Regions from separate parts of the Sus scrofa genome. Here region 2 is linked to region 1. A link is a contact called in public Hi-C data. All regions are on one chromosome and are shown on one strand. The core of a region is the stretch at or near the end of the contact, and the rest is flanking DNA. Distances in the headings are between cores, read along the strand shown. Region 1 holds the start of ARSB (arylsulfatase B). Region 2 holds the start of BHMT (betaine--homocysteine S-methyltransferase).

Evidence for each region. A called contact is a pair of places that touch in the nucleus more often than the background predicts.
Region 2: a Hi-C map of liver shows a contact between it and region 1, with 3 times the contacts expected there. The contact joins the promoter of BHMT here to the promoter of ARSB in region 1. A contact is called at or near these places in 2 of 5 promoter capture datasets (fetal liver and liver) and 1 of 47 Hi-C or Micro-C datasets (liver).

What each region holds. Positions count from the first base shown.
Region 1 is chr2:87,776,021-87,782,144 of Sscrofa11.1, forward strand. It overlaps ARSB (arylsulfatase B), which reads right to left and starts at 3,533. Exons shown (of 8, transcript XM_021084478.1): 1 at 1,914-3,533. The coding sequence starts at 2,228. LOC110259405 (a long non-coding RNA gene) reads left to right here and starts at 447. Exons shown (of 2, transcript XR_002341753.1): 1 at 447-2,087; 2 at 3,752-4,328.
Region 2 is chr2:87,906,742-87,912,569 of Sscrofa11.1, forward strand. BHMT (betaine--homocysteine S-methyltransferase) reads left to right here and starts at 4,352. Exons shown (of 8, transcript NM_001200042.1): 1 at 4,352-4,461. The coding sequence starts at 4,429.

The sequences.
Region 1 (6,124 bases), core at 2,283-4,782:
CCAGATCCCAGCTGAGTCTGTGACCTACACCACAGCTCACGGCAATGCCGGAGCCTTAACCCACTGAGGAAAGCCAGGGATCCAACCCGCATCCTCATGGATACCAGTTGGGGTTCATAACCCGCTGAACCACAACAGAATTCCTTCTTCTGCAATTTGAGTTCAGTTCTCATACTTCTGATCAAATGCAGAACCATCTGGTCAGACCTTGTCTTCCCTCCTTTCCCCTCTGTACTCAGAGGTCCTTTTACTCCTAGAAAGCATCCAAGAAGAGATTTGCGTCGGAGTAGGGATTCCTGATTCCACATAACAGCCAGTCAGAACTATGGGAAGTACTTAGGGCCAATGGTGAAGAGAACTATCCTTTAGCTCCACTGCAAACCTTGAGCTACTTCTCAGTCTGCAATAAAATTCTATCATTTCTGTTTCTAAAGGTCTTCGGATCACCGTGCAAATCCTTATTGCAAGTGAACCCGTCCTTCTCTTGATCTCAGGACAATATGAAGCTAGGCTTGATCTGAAAGGCTACAGAAACACAGATTTGGGAGAGCAAGATTCAAGCAAATCCATGTGACTTGTACAGTAATGGCCCAAAGTATAGATATATGTATATATACATGCAGGAAAGGTGCAAAACCCAGCTTTACCACTTTCTATCTGTGTGAACCTGTCAGCTAAAAATTGGCACTTGCCATCTGCCTCTACAAAAAGTAAGTCACTAGCCACTGCTAGTGACCTTCAACACACCATGAAAGGAGTTCGGGGTGGAGGTCAGCAATGAGGCACTCTGTGCTCTAGGAAAAACAGACAGAATGGGTCTTCAGGTAGTCAGATATTTTAAGCAGAAGAGTCTTTGAGCCCAATTCTTGCAGCTCCCTGTACCTAGAAAAGCACTAAAACCATTCACACAGACATCTGCTACTCTTGACTCACAGCAAATCTCTGCCAAAACATCTCCAAAAGTCTCGGCACAAGCATTGCTTTCAGTTGACAACTTTTAACATGCCACTGAATTTCTACAGATTCACTTCCTAATGTGTAAATGGGGATTAAAAACAACAGCTACCTCACAGGCTGTTTCAAGAATTAACTTCCAAAACAGCACAATGCAAATGTTCTTGATATTCTTAGTTACCTAACATATGCATGCGCTCTACACACACACTTCACGCTGTTAACTACAGAGATGTTTTTAAAGACATAGCAAAGATGCTCAGAGGCATACTGAAATCCGGTTACCTCTGAAAGGAAAGTCAACAGCTCCAGGAAATCAACCTGGATAGGTTTCATTCCAGGGCTGCTGAGAACTTCAAAAATTCCTTTAATCTTCGATCGGGCAGTCCTAACCTATGACGCTGGGTTCACAGGGAACCATAATCGCTCCCACTGTGGGCTCGCCTTCATTTCAAAGCTCCCTCCAGCGTTCCTGGCTCCCCACCTCTCACTGCCCCACTCCGGGACTCGCTCCTGCTCCATCGTCCCCTTCAGGACCACTCCACAGAGTCCATTCTGACCTTTCTGCCTACCGGCTACCGGCCCCGCAACGAGCATCGGCCAAAATCCCCTTCACCCCGACCTTTAGAAAACGGAAGACAGAAAAACCACCCAGAGAGGTGGGGCGCCTGGAGATGAGGGGGCGCCCGGACACCGGGCATGCGCAGAGGCCGCCGCGAGCCTGGGAGGAGCTGCGACATCGCTGCGTGGGCGAGAAGCCGCCTCTTTGGGACTGATATCGGGGGACCGACCCCGACTGGCCTGTCGCCGCCTGGGTCTCGGGCCCCACTTCTAGGAAGCTCGCGGGCCGGGCAGGCCCGGATCGGAGCGGAGCGGGGCGGCCGAAGGAGGAGGGCCGCGGCCGGAGGCGGGGGCGGAGCCGGGCGCGGGGCCGGCGGGCCGCCGGGGGCGCTGCGTACCTGGTAGCGGCCGGTGAGCAGCTGGCTCCGCGATGGCGTGCACAGCGGCTGCGTGTAGTAGTTGTCCAGCAGCACTCCGCCGGCCGCCAGCGCGTCCAGGTGCGGCGTGCGGATTTCCGAGCCGTGGAAGCCCACGTCGTTCCAGCCCAGGTCGTCCGCCAGCACGAAGACGAGGTGAGGCGGCCGGCCGGCCCCAATGCTGGAACCGAGAGGAGGCAGCAGCAACAGCAGCAGCCCCAGCGGGAGGACGGTGGGGAGGAGCGGCCGCCGCTGCCCGGGGCCTCGGGGCCAACTCTCAGCGCCTCGCCGGCCCATCTTGCGTCGCCCGCGTTGCCCGCGCCTGTGGCGCCGCCAGCCTCGGGCACCACTTATAGAATCAGGAACTGAGCAGCCGGGGCTGCCCCGCCCCGGCACTGAACCTCACCCCCTGCGGGCCGTGGGCAGTAGAGGCCCAGCGCCGGAGACCCGCCGCCTCTAACCCCGGCCCGGGCCCGTGTGGCGGGGGAGGAGCCAGCGAGTAGAACTCGGGCAGCCTCGCAGCTGTGCTCCAGGGTAACTCCGTTGATGCTTGATAAGGGCCAAGGTCTCATCTTTCCAGCGATGCTCGTTGCCTCTTGGCATCCTAAAAGAGGAGCGAATTTGCTCTTTTTAGTAACTCTTCACAATTTACACAGCATTTTTGACAGCCCTTATCTCTTTAAATCTCACAACTCTGACGGCTCGGAATCATAATTTTGCCCCTCCCCCCCCCTTTTTTCCGGAGTAAACAAGCTTGGAGTTGCTTGGGCGTAACCCAGACCCAGTTCTGACTCCATATCTTGAGCTATAATGTTTTAAGAGTCGTGAAAGCATCGTTTCTAGCAGAATTGTTTCTAGCAAAAGAACCCAGCCTCGTGCATGTAGAACAATGAAGAGGCAGAGATCTGAATGGCGTTTCAGATTCCTTTAAGAATAGCATAGGCCTGCGAAGCCACTTCCTCCCCACTTAGCCAAAAGGGGCCAAGTACACACTCGGACTGCACGGTGCCGTTTTGAAGGTGCAGCTTTATAGTTAGGCTGCCCTTGGAGTGCTGTGTGGCCAGGGAGTAGCTCATTAGCTTGTCCAGATACGAGCCCTTTCAGAGTTGGCTCCCCCACAATGAAGTGGTGAACCAAAGTAGACTCATTTGCCTGAAACAGTCCCTGGATGGAAAGAAACATTCCTTTAGCCACATGCTCATTGAAGCATGGGAAGTTAGCCTCATGACCAGTGTATTCCCATTGCCAGCCAAGACTCTGCCTCCTCCCTCTATCTGGAGACAGACAATAACTGTTACTGGTTGTAGGGGAAGAAATTTTGCGCTCCTTTCAGGTTATCTGCTTCTGATTCCATGGGACTCATTGTACACATTTATAGGTTGTAGATAACTGAGAGCAATGGAAACTAATTCTTGTTTATACACATGCAAATTAATTCTATCCATTGGAATGACACCCTCGCCACTACCTTGGAAAAAAGTTTTGCCTCCACTTACACATTTATTTCATATTCCTGATCTGTTCCTTGGATTGTTCTTGGAACTGGTGTTAACACTCTGTTTCTTCGTTAATGAATTAAATAAAATCTTTGATGTATATTCATTTTATATGTGTATAAGGATCATGATTTTCTCATTTTTTGAAAATTATTCTCTAACATATGGAATGTTTCCTTCTTTACATACATAGAATTTTTTTTCTCTGCATGAAGTAAATTAATTTATGTTACAGCCACTTGTCATCTGTGGTGGAATCGATGAAATTTAGCAGGAGAAAAATTGGCATTAAGTAAAAAGAAATTTGTGTGTGTGTCTTTTTAGGGCCATACTGGTGACATGAAGGTTCCCACGGCAGGGATTGAATTGGAGCTGTAGCTGCTGGCCTACTCCACAGCTATAGCAAGGCGGGATCCATGCCTTATCTGTGACCTACACCACAGCTCACGGCAATACCAGATCCTTACCCACTGAACGAGGCCAGGGATCGAACCTGCGTCTTCAGGAATACTAGTCAGGTTAACCGCTGAGCCACAATGGGAATTCCAAAAAGAGAATGTTGAAGAGCTATTTGACTCTCATTAGGTTAAGGCTTGAAAATTTCCTTTAAAAACCATGTAAAAGATCTTTAAGGACAAAATTTTCCATGGTGGCCCTTGCCTGTCCCTCTTTCCATAACTGTTCCTCCCTACCCTTCAGGATAGAAATCAGATTGCCCAAACCATGGCTGGTAATCTGCAGGAACAATTCCTCCTTTGACCAACTGCTCCAGAAACTACTGAACTTGCACTGCACCTTCCGATGTCCTGAATTTTCAAATAAAAGCTTATGCTAAAAATGCTCTGGAAATGTGCAAATGAGTTAATTAAAAAGAGTTAATTCTATTTTTCATTTATGCATTGAACATCTTTGACGTGCAGTATAGTCTAGTTATTGTAAAATCTCTCCATTAGAGTTGTTGTTTCCTAATGATTAGGCGCAGGTTATGGGTTTATACAGAAATACTGCAAATATAACGTATTCTTGATGCTTCATATTAAGAGTCAGGTGTTGTTGATTTACTTTATTATTTGATAACTTAAGGTGGCCGTTTCCCCACTGTAAAGTTATTATTTCCCCCCTGTAATTAATAATTATTTTATGGGGAGGTACTTTGAGAGTATGCATATATTCTGTTATTCCTAAAACTTTCGCTTATTAGTTTTAACCTTCCCTGAGGCTTATTGCTTCAGTCATTATTAGGATGGTTCCCAAATGGTGATTATAGTGATTTTCTATCATTCTTTAAATAGATTTATTAGTTGTCTTTCTACTACTGTAAGGAAGAACTTTGCCTTCTTCCTCATGTGTTTGTTTATATCACTATGAACTCAAAGATTCTTAATTTAATCAGTATAATAATACATATTAATCATATCAGTGCTCAAATTTCCTCTGATTTGGCCAGTGGGAGCCCCTTCAGTCTAACTCTTGTGTCCTTGTGGCATGTTCTCTTTAATATTTGAGCACTCCCTTACTTTATGGTACAACAAGATATTCTAGATTCATCTTGGATTTTTTCTTCCCCAACCCTGGAATCAGCCACTTCTCCAAGGAACCCCTGACACCTCTTAGAGGAGGGTGGCCTCTAGAAACCAAGATCTGTGCTACAGGCTACTCTTGCTACTGGGCTGTCATTGCTGGTAGGATCTCTCACCAAAGATAGAAACTAGATGTATGTATACACATATACGCATACATTAGGTATTTACATATACACACCCATATTTTATAGGTACATAATTATAGATATAAAACCATGAGTTCCTAGTGAATACCTCCAATTCTGCTTTCCCCCTTTCCATATGCACATGGGTTGTACCAATTTTCATTAGCATTAGCCATTGAAAAGTACTATACTTTTTAATTTTTGCCAATCCGATGAGAGAAATGGAATCTCCGTACAGTTTTTAATTGTTTTTGTATTTCTCTTGTAAGGTTAAACATCTTTTCATATGTTGAAGAGACATTTTTACAACATTTTTGTGAACTGTCTGTGTCATTTCCAATTGGGTTTTTGGTCTTTGCCCCTGAATTTAAGATATATATATATATATATATATATATATATATATAATTTTATTTTAATAGTTACGGGTACACCTGCAGAATATGAAAGTTCCCAGGCTAGGAGTTGAATCGGAGCTGTAGCTGAGGCCTATACCACAGCCACGGCAATACCGAACCCAAGTCATATCTTTGGCCTATGCCAGCAGCTTGCAGCAACACCGGATCCTTAACCCCCTGAGCAACACCAGGGATCGAATCTGCATTCTCACAGAGACTATGTTGTGTTCTTAACCCACTGAGCCACAATGGGAACGCCAAGAGTTCTTTATATACTAGATATGTTACCTCTTTGCAATTTATATCACAAATATTTTCTCCCAGTTTTTCAATTGTCAAATATTTTTTATGGTATTTTTCTGACATGCCAAAGTTATTTTTTTATGTAGGCAAGTTTATCAATACTCTCTTGTTGTACTACACCTGGATTTGAGTCATAGACTTTCCTTACACTAATGTGAAAGTAAAATTCACACTTTTTTTTTTTCTAGTACTTGCATGCTCTAGTTTCTACATTTAGATCCCTGACCCACTGGCATTTATTTTTGTATATGCTGTGAAATAGGGATCTAATTTTATCTTATTTCCAAA
Region 2 (5,828 bases), core at 3,102-5,601, 130 kb after region 1:
CAAAATTCACAGGAACATTGGCTAGAGGACTCTTCCGTGGAATCCAGGAGACAATGGGCTGGCCGAACTGTGAGCTCTGAGAGAAGCATTTTTACCAGAGATAGAAAGAAGCCCTGAACAGTCTGGCAAAAGTTAAAACCCACTGTTTCTCCAGGAACTAGGAATGGGCAGAAGTTGAAGGCAGCAACAGGAGCCAGAGGCACCCTCCCAGCCAGCCTAAGGAAGTGCTTGCTGACCACAAGGGGAAGGCAAAGAAAGAACATGGGGAAAGGCTATTTTATGCTCTAAGTGCATGCTAAGCCAACTGAACAGACTTGTGCTTGCCGGAGGTGGGAGGGAGTGGGATGGACTGGGAATCCGGGGTTACTACAGGCAAACTCTTGGAATGGATAAGCAATAAGATCCTGCTACATAGCACTGGGAACTGTATCTAGTCACTTATGATGGAGCTTGATGGAGGATAATGTGAGAAAAACAATGTATATATGTATATGGGACTAGGTCACTTTGCTGTGTAGTAGAAAATTGACAGAGCACGGTAAACCAGCTATTTGGAAAAAATAAAAATCATTTTTGAAAAAAAGAAAAAACATCTGAAGCCACCTAGCTTCAGCTTGAATTTACAAAAGTAACTAAGGCCCTTTGAGGGGAGTAACTGCGTGTTGTGGTTTCAGAAAGTGCCTGCTGTGTTGGGATCATGCTGAGTGCAGTCAACAGAGGGAACGAAGTATAGCTGGCCCTTGAAACAACAGGGGTTTAAAATGCTCGGGTCCATTTACAGGTAGATTTTTTCCAGTAGTAAATACTACGTAGCAATATGTGATTCGCAGATGGTTGAATTGGAGGATGCTGTACCGTGGATATGCAGGAACCACGCGATAAGGAGGGCTGGCTATAAATTACAGGCGGATTTTCAACTGTGCAAAGCGTTGGCTCCCCCTGAGCCTCTGGGTTGTTCTAGGGTCAGTGTACTCACTACCAGAAGAGAGAAAGTGAGGAAAACCTGTGCACCCAGGGAAGAGGGTTTGAGATGAAAAGCCCACCCCCCATCCCTTTTTGATGATTCTGGGCAGTGGCAACAACAACAACAACTAATAACAATAATAATAATAATAATAATAATAACTGAGATGAGTGGCTATAGAAAATGAAACCTTCAGTGTGGGGGCTCTTTGGGAGAACTCAGACCAAAGGACATCTCACGTAGATTTGATCACCCCAAATATACCTTCGGTTTCGGTGGAGGTTGAAAAGTCACAAGCCTTCCAGGTAAGGTAAGTATGGAACCCACTGAGGGTAGAACAACTGGGTGTGGGGCATGCTGGCCAACGGGAAGGCGCCACAGAAGGGAATTCGCATTCGATTTTTTAAAAACACTGCCCTTGCCAAAGGAAACACAGAAGTTGGCCCCATTTCCATGTCACCAGTTTGCAAACACTGTTCTACATGATGTTAAAACATAAAACATGTTCACTGGCTTGAAGGCTAAGTGAAACATTTTGAGTTTAAAAAGTTTATATGAAAAGTCACTTTCATTTTTAAAGATGACCCCAATGGAAGAGAAAATGAACAGTCCTGATGTTTTTTTCCTCCACATATTGATAAAGGTGACATTTTAACTTTTACATGAGATGGTATCTTTTCCCCCTTGGGGGAAAGGAAGAAATATTCTTTGTCTCTGGATAAAGAGAAATATCCTTTATCTCTAGTAATAAGTGTGGTGTTTGAAACATGGTACAAACGGGCCTTAAATGTTTGTTGAATGAGTAAATGGGGTTAGAAGAAGAGCAAAGCACTAGCCTCTCTTTTTGAGGTTATAAAACTGAGGGAGTGGACCTCCATCTCTAAGCCTCCTCTCTCCCTTCAGGATTTATTTTTAACATCAAATGTCTTTGTAGGAGGCCAAAGCCCTCAGCAGTCAGACCTTCCTCATCTTATTTCTCCTGCAGGGAACGGAGAACACTGACAGCCTCCCAGGAACCGTTACTACAGATCTCACTGCCCAGGTGGCCTTGAAGCCACCTGAGTACTTTGCACTTTTGGGAATGCGGCACAGGAGTTTCAGAGATCATGCTGAAAACTCTTCTATCTCCCTGACTTCCCAGCTCTTGAGGACAAAGTGGAAGTGTCTGTCCCACAGAATCGTGAGGAGGAAGTAATACCTACATGTGAAAGGCTTACAGTAATGCTTGGCTCATAGGAAGTACTCCGTAAGCTGGGCATGTCATTAGCAATTAAAGGAATAGTGGTGCATAAATTTTTTTAATGGACCTCATTGGGGCAGGGGATGAGGTAGAACAAATCAAGAAGCTGAAGAAAAACAAAATGATTTCAATAGCTGCCTATTAATTGTTTTGGAAAAGGTGGACATGGGGAGTTCCCGTAGTGGCTCAGCCAGTAACCAACCCGACTAAGTACCCAGGAGGGTTCAATCCCTGGCCCTGCTCAGTGGGTTAAGGATCTGGTAGTTGCCCTGAGCTGTGGTGTAGGTCACAGTCAGGGTTCAGATCTTGGCATTGCTGTGGCACAGGCACAGGCGGGCGGGCGCAGCTTGGATTGGACCCCTAGCCTGGGACCTTCGGTATGGCCCTAAAAGGAAAAAAAAAAAAAAAAGTGAAGGTGGAAAAGTAACTAAATAAACTAAATTTTCTACATTTAAATACAAATCCTTATCTATACATGTATACATTTAGACATGCCTAGTCTAGGAGAACAGAACAGGAAATAGTGGTTACCTCCAGGCAGGACTTGACCTGGGAACAGCAGCCAGAGAAAGATTTTTCATATTTTTGCCATGTGTCTATATTAACGTACTAAAAATTTTCAATTCATTTTTTTAAGTGCTGCTAGTTTAAAATCGCTCCTAAGTTTTACTAAATTTGGATGAACTATGAAAATGACAGTGTCGGCTTTCAGTTTTTGACTATGGGAGCCCTGATACCGCCCCCTAGCGCCTGGTATCCACCACTGCAACTGTTCTATGCAGCTATACCTGGGCTCACTCTGAACCTCTTTGTCTCACCAGTGTTCACCAGGTTAATAGTATAAGCAGTTAACGCGTTAAGTAACTTAGCTGTTACCTACTCAGATACTCCAAAGCTTTCATGGTATAAAGTCTAGGCACTGTGAAGGATGCCTACATTACCTCATGCCTCAGTCTTGGTGGACAAGTGAAATAATAGATCATTTGAATTATAATATATGCATCCATCAACCTTCCTATTTTTTTTCCTACTTCAAACCTGACAATTACCTGAAGCAAAAGGACTTTTCTACTTCTCAGTTTCAACTGCACATAATTTTAGCAACAAAGTTTGTATTAATTCATCGTTTGCTACAGTAATTTCTTTCCTTGCATTTGTTAAAATAGAGGCTATTGTTCCACATACAAAAACTTCCTTATGTGCTTTTGTGTATTTGGACAACAGTTTCTGAACTCTATTTCATATTTTTAAATTGTTCTCTAGGGTACTTTCTATTATGTTGTACATTTTAAAAGCAATATTTTCATTATTTTAAAGTCAATGTATTTTCACTGTAAAGAGATTTCAGGAAAATACAGTAAAACACAATGAAGAAAATAAAAGACCTAACTCTACCATCAACAGATAACTGCTGTTAACATTTCTATTTCCTTCCAGTTTCTCAAATGCCTGTACATTTTTAGACAGTTTCACACTGAATGTTTGACATCGCTAAAGTACATTTCCACTGTCATATACAAAGGTGAAGTGTTTGTCTTTGTTAAATGTTGCAAAGATATTGATAGAAAGTACAAGGCATGTTTGGACTTAAGGGGAGAAGGTCATTTTGAACACATGCACTAATGCAGGGTCAGTATCAGACTTTTCTGTAAAGGCCATATTTTGTTCGAATCCATAACCACTGGACGTATAATCACAGAGGTCACACTTTAGGCTGAAGTTCTTCCAGGGCATGGCCTCCTCGTTCAAGAATCTTGTATCCTCGGCCTTTGACAAATATTTGGGCATTGGATGGCGTTTTTAGGGGCCTGGTCTGGCAACCTAAGTAATGGTAACAGGATCCCAGGCAAGGAGGAGTACATCAGGATTTCTCCTCGAGAAGAAAAGAGGGGTGGGCACAGGTAGAGCTGAAACCCGAGCAGATGGCAACCTACTTGTTTTTTTCTTCTTAACTTACTTCTGGACGAGTTCACCTATTTGCAAGAATAATCTCGATCACTCCCTCAGGAGGCCGATTCCAGAGGAGCCAGGATAAAAGGCTGGGGGGCGTGTTCCCTGCCGGAGGCCCGCGTTGGACCGCGGGGAGGCTGGGGAAACCTACCGCGTGAGAGCTGCAGGTATAAAGAGCTCCGCTGCCGCCGCTGGGCAGCTGCAGGCTTCGAAAGGGAAACCTCGTCGGTTCCAATCCAAATCCGTTTTCGAGTACCATCCGGACACCTCGAATATGGCTCCGGTTGGGGACAAAAAGGCCAAGAAGGTGAGTCTGCAGGGACCCGAGGGTGTCCTCGGTCCTGGCCGGCCGAGGCTCTGGGTTTTGACCCACCAGCGGGCATCCCAGCCTCGGCAAGCCCAGTGGGAGCCCTGCAACTTCGGCTGCGGGACCCCACGGCGCCTCTGAGCCCCTACTCCCGTTCCACGTCCAGAGCGCCCCCTAGAGCTATGTGACCCCGAACCCCAGGCGCCCGCCACCAAATCTCCGATTCTCCCAACGTCTTGAGACCCATACGCCAAGACCAGAGCACGCCTGCAAGATGCAGCTCCTAGACCCACAGGGACGACTTCCCTCCCCCATGGCAGTGGGACCCGGGGTCGCCCTGCTGCGCGCCAGGACCTCTCCGGGTCTGTGCCCGTGCCGCTGCACGCGCGCCCCTCAGTGCCCTGCGTGTGCCAGGCAGGGAAGCTCGCGCCCCGGCTCCGCTCCGACGGTTTCTGGCGGGCACCGCCGGTCTCCGGGCTCCCTACCTGCAGGGTCCTCGATGCGCCCACCAGCCCGCCCCGCTGCAGCGCTAAGGCTCTGGCATTGGTCGGGCGATGGTAAGTTTTCATCTGCAGCTGGGTTTCAGCGATAACAGAAAAATGCACCGTGTGGGCCTCGAAAAGATAGTTCTAGAAAAAAATGAGCATCGTGGCCGTAAAATATTGAGGTAGGGCTGTTAAGTTTTAAAAACAAAAGCCCAGTAGCAAGCCCACCCTACTCTTGGGACGAATGTTTTAAGTCCAGACTCTGGGCCTTCCTCTGGTTGTAGGGATGTAGGAGGCGGGACGGGTGGGGGTGGGAGGGTGGCGATGGATGGATAGACGCACTGATAATAGGACAATGGTTGGGAGGAGAGGAGAAGGACAACGGAGGAAGGAGGGAGTCTGCTTGGCCCTTGAGTGTCAAAGCACCCAGCCCCAACCCTGGCGGACCGAGGCCCAGGAAATGGCAGGGAAGAAGACCGGGCCAGGCCACCTGTTCCCCTTCAGCTGTAAGGACAGTGCAGGCAGACCCGGCTCTGAAATTCATTACCAACCATCCCTTTAGAAACGGACTGTACCTAGTTTCTAAAGGAATGACCATGCCTCAAATTAAAGAGATCTCCACACAAGGAAAAACAATTGATTAGGTGGATCCAATGACATACATCTACTAAAAGAACACTTGATGTAGATTGGAAAGGATGATTCCCATAGAGTTTTAAAAAAGTTTTTTTTTTTGGTTTGGCCACATTTTCATAGCCATAGATTCTAACCCACTCCCCAAACTCAAACTTAGAAAATCAAACATTTAAAAAGATTATTTTAACAACAGATGGACATAAGATGGGAAGGAAAAAAAGTTTCTTTGGTAACCTTATTTGCATG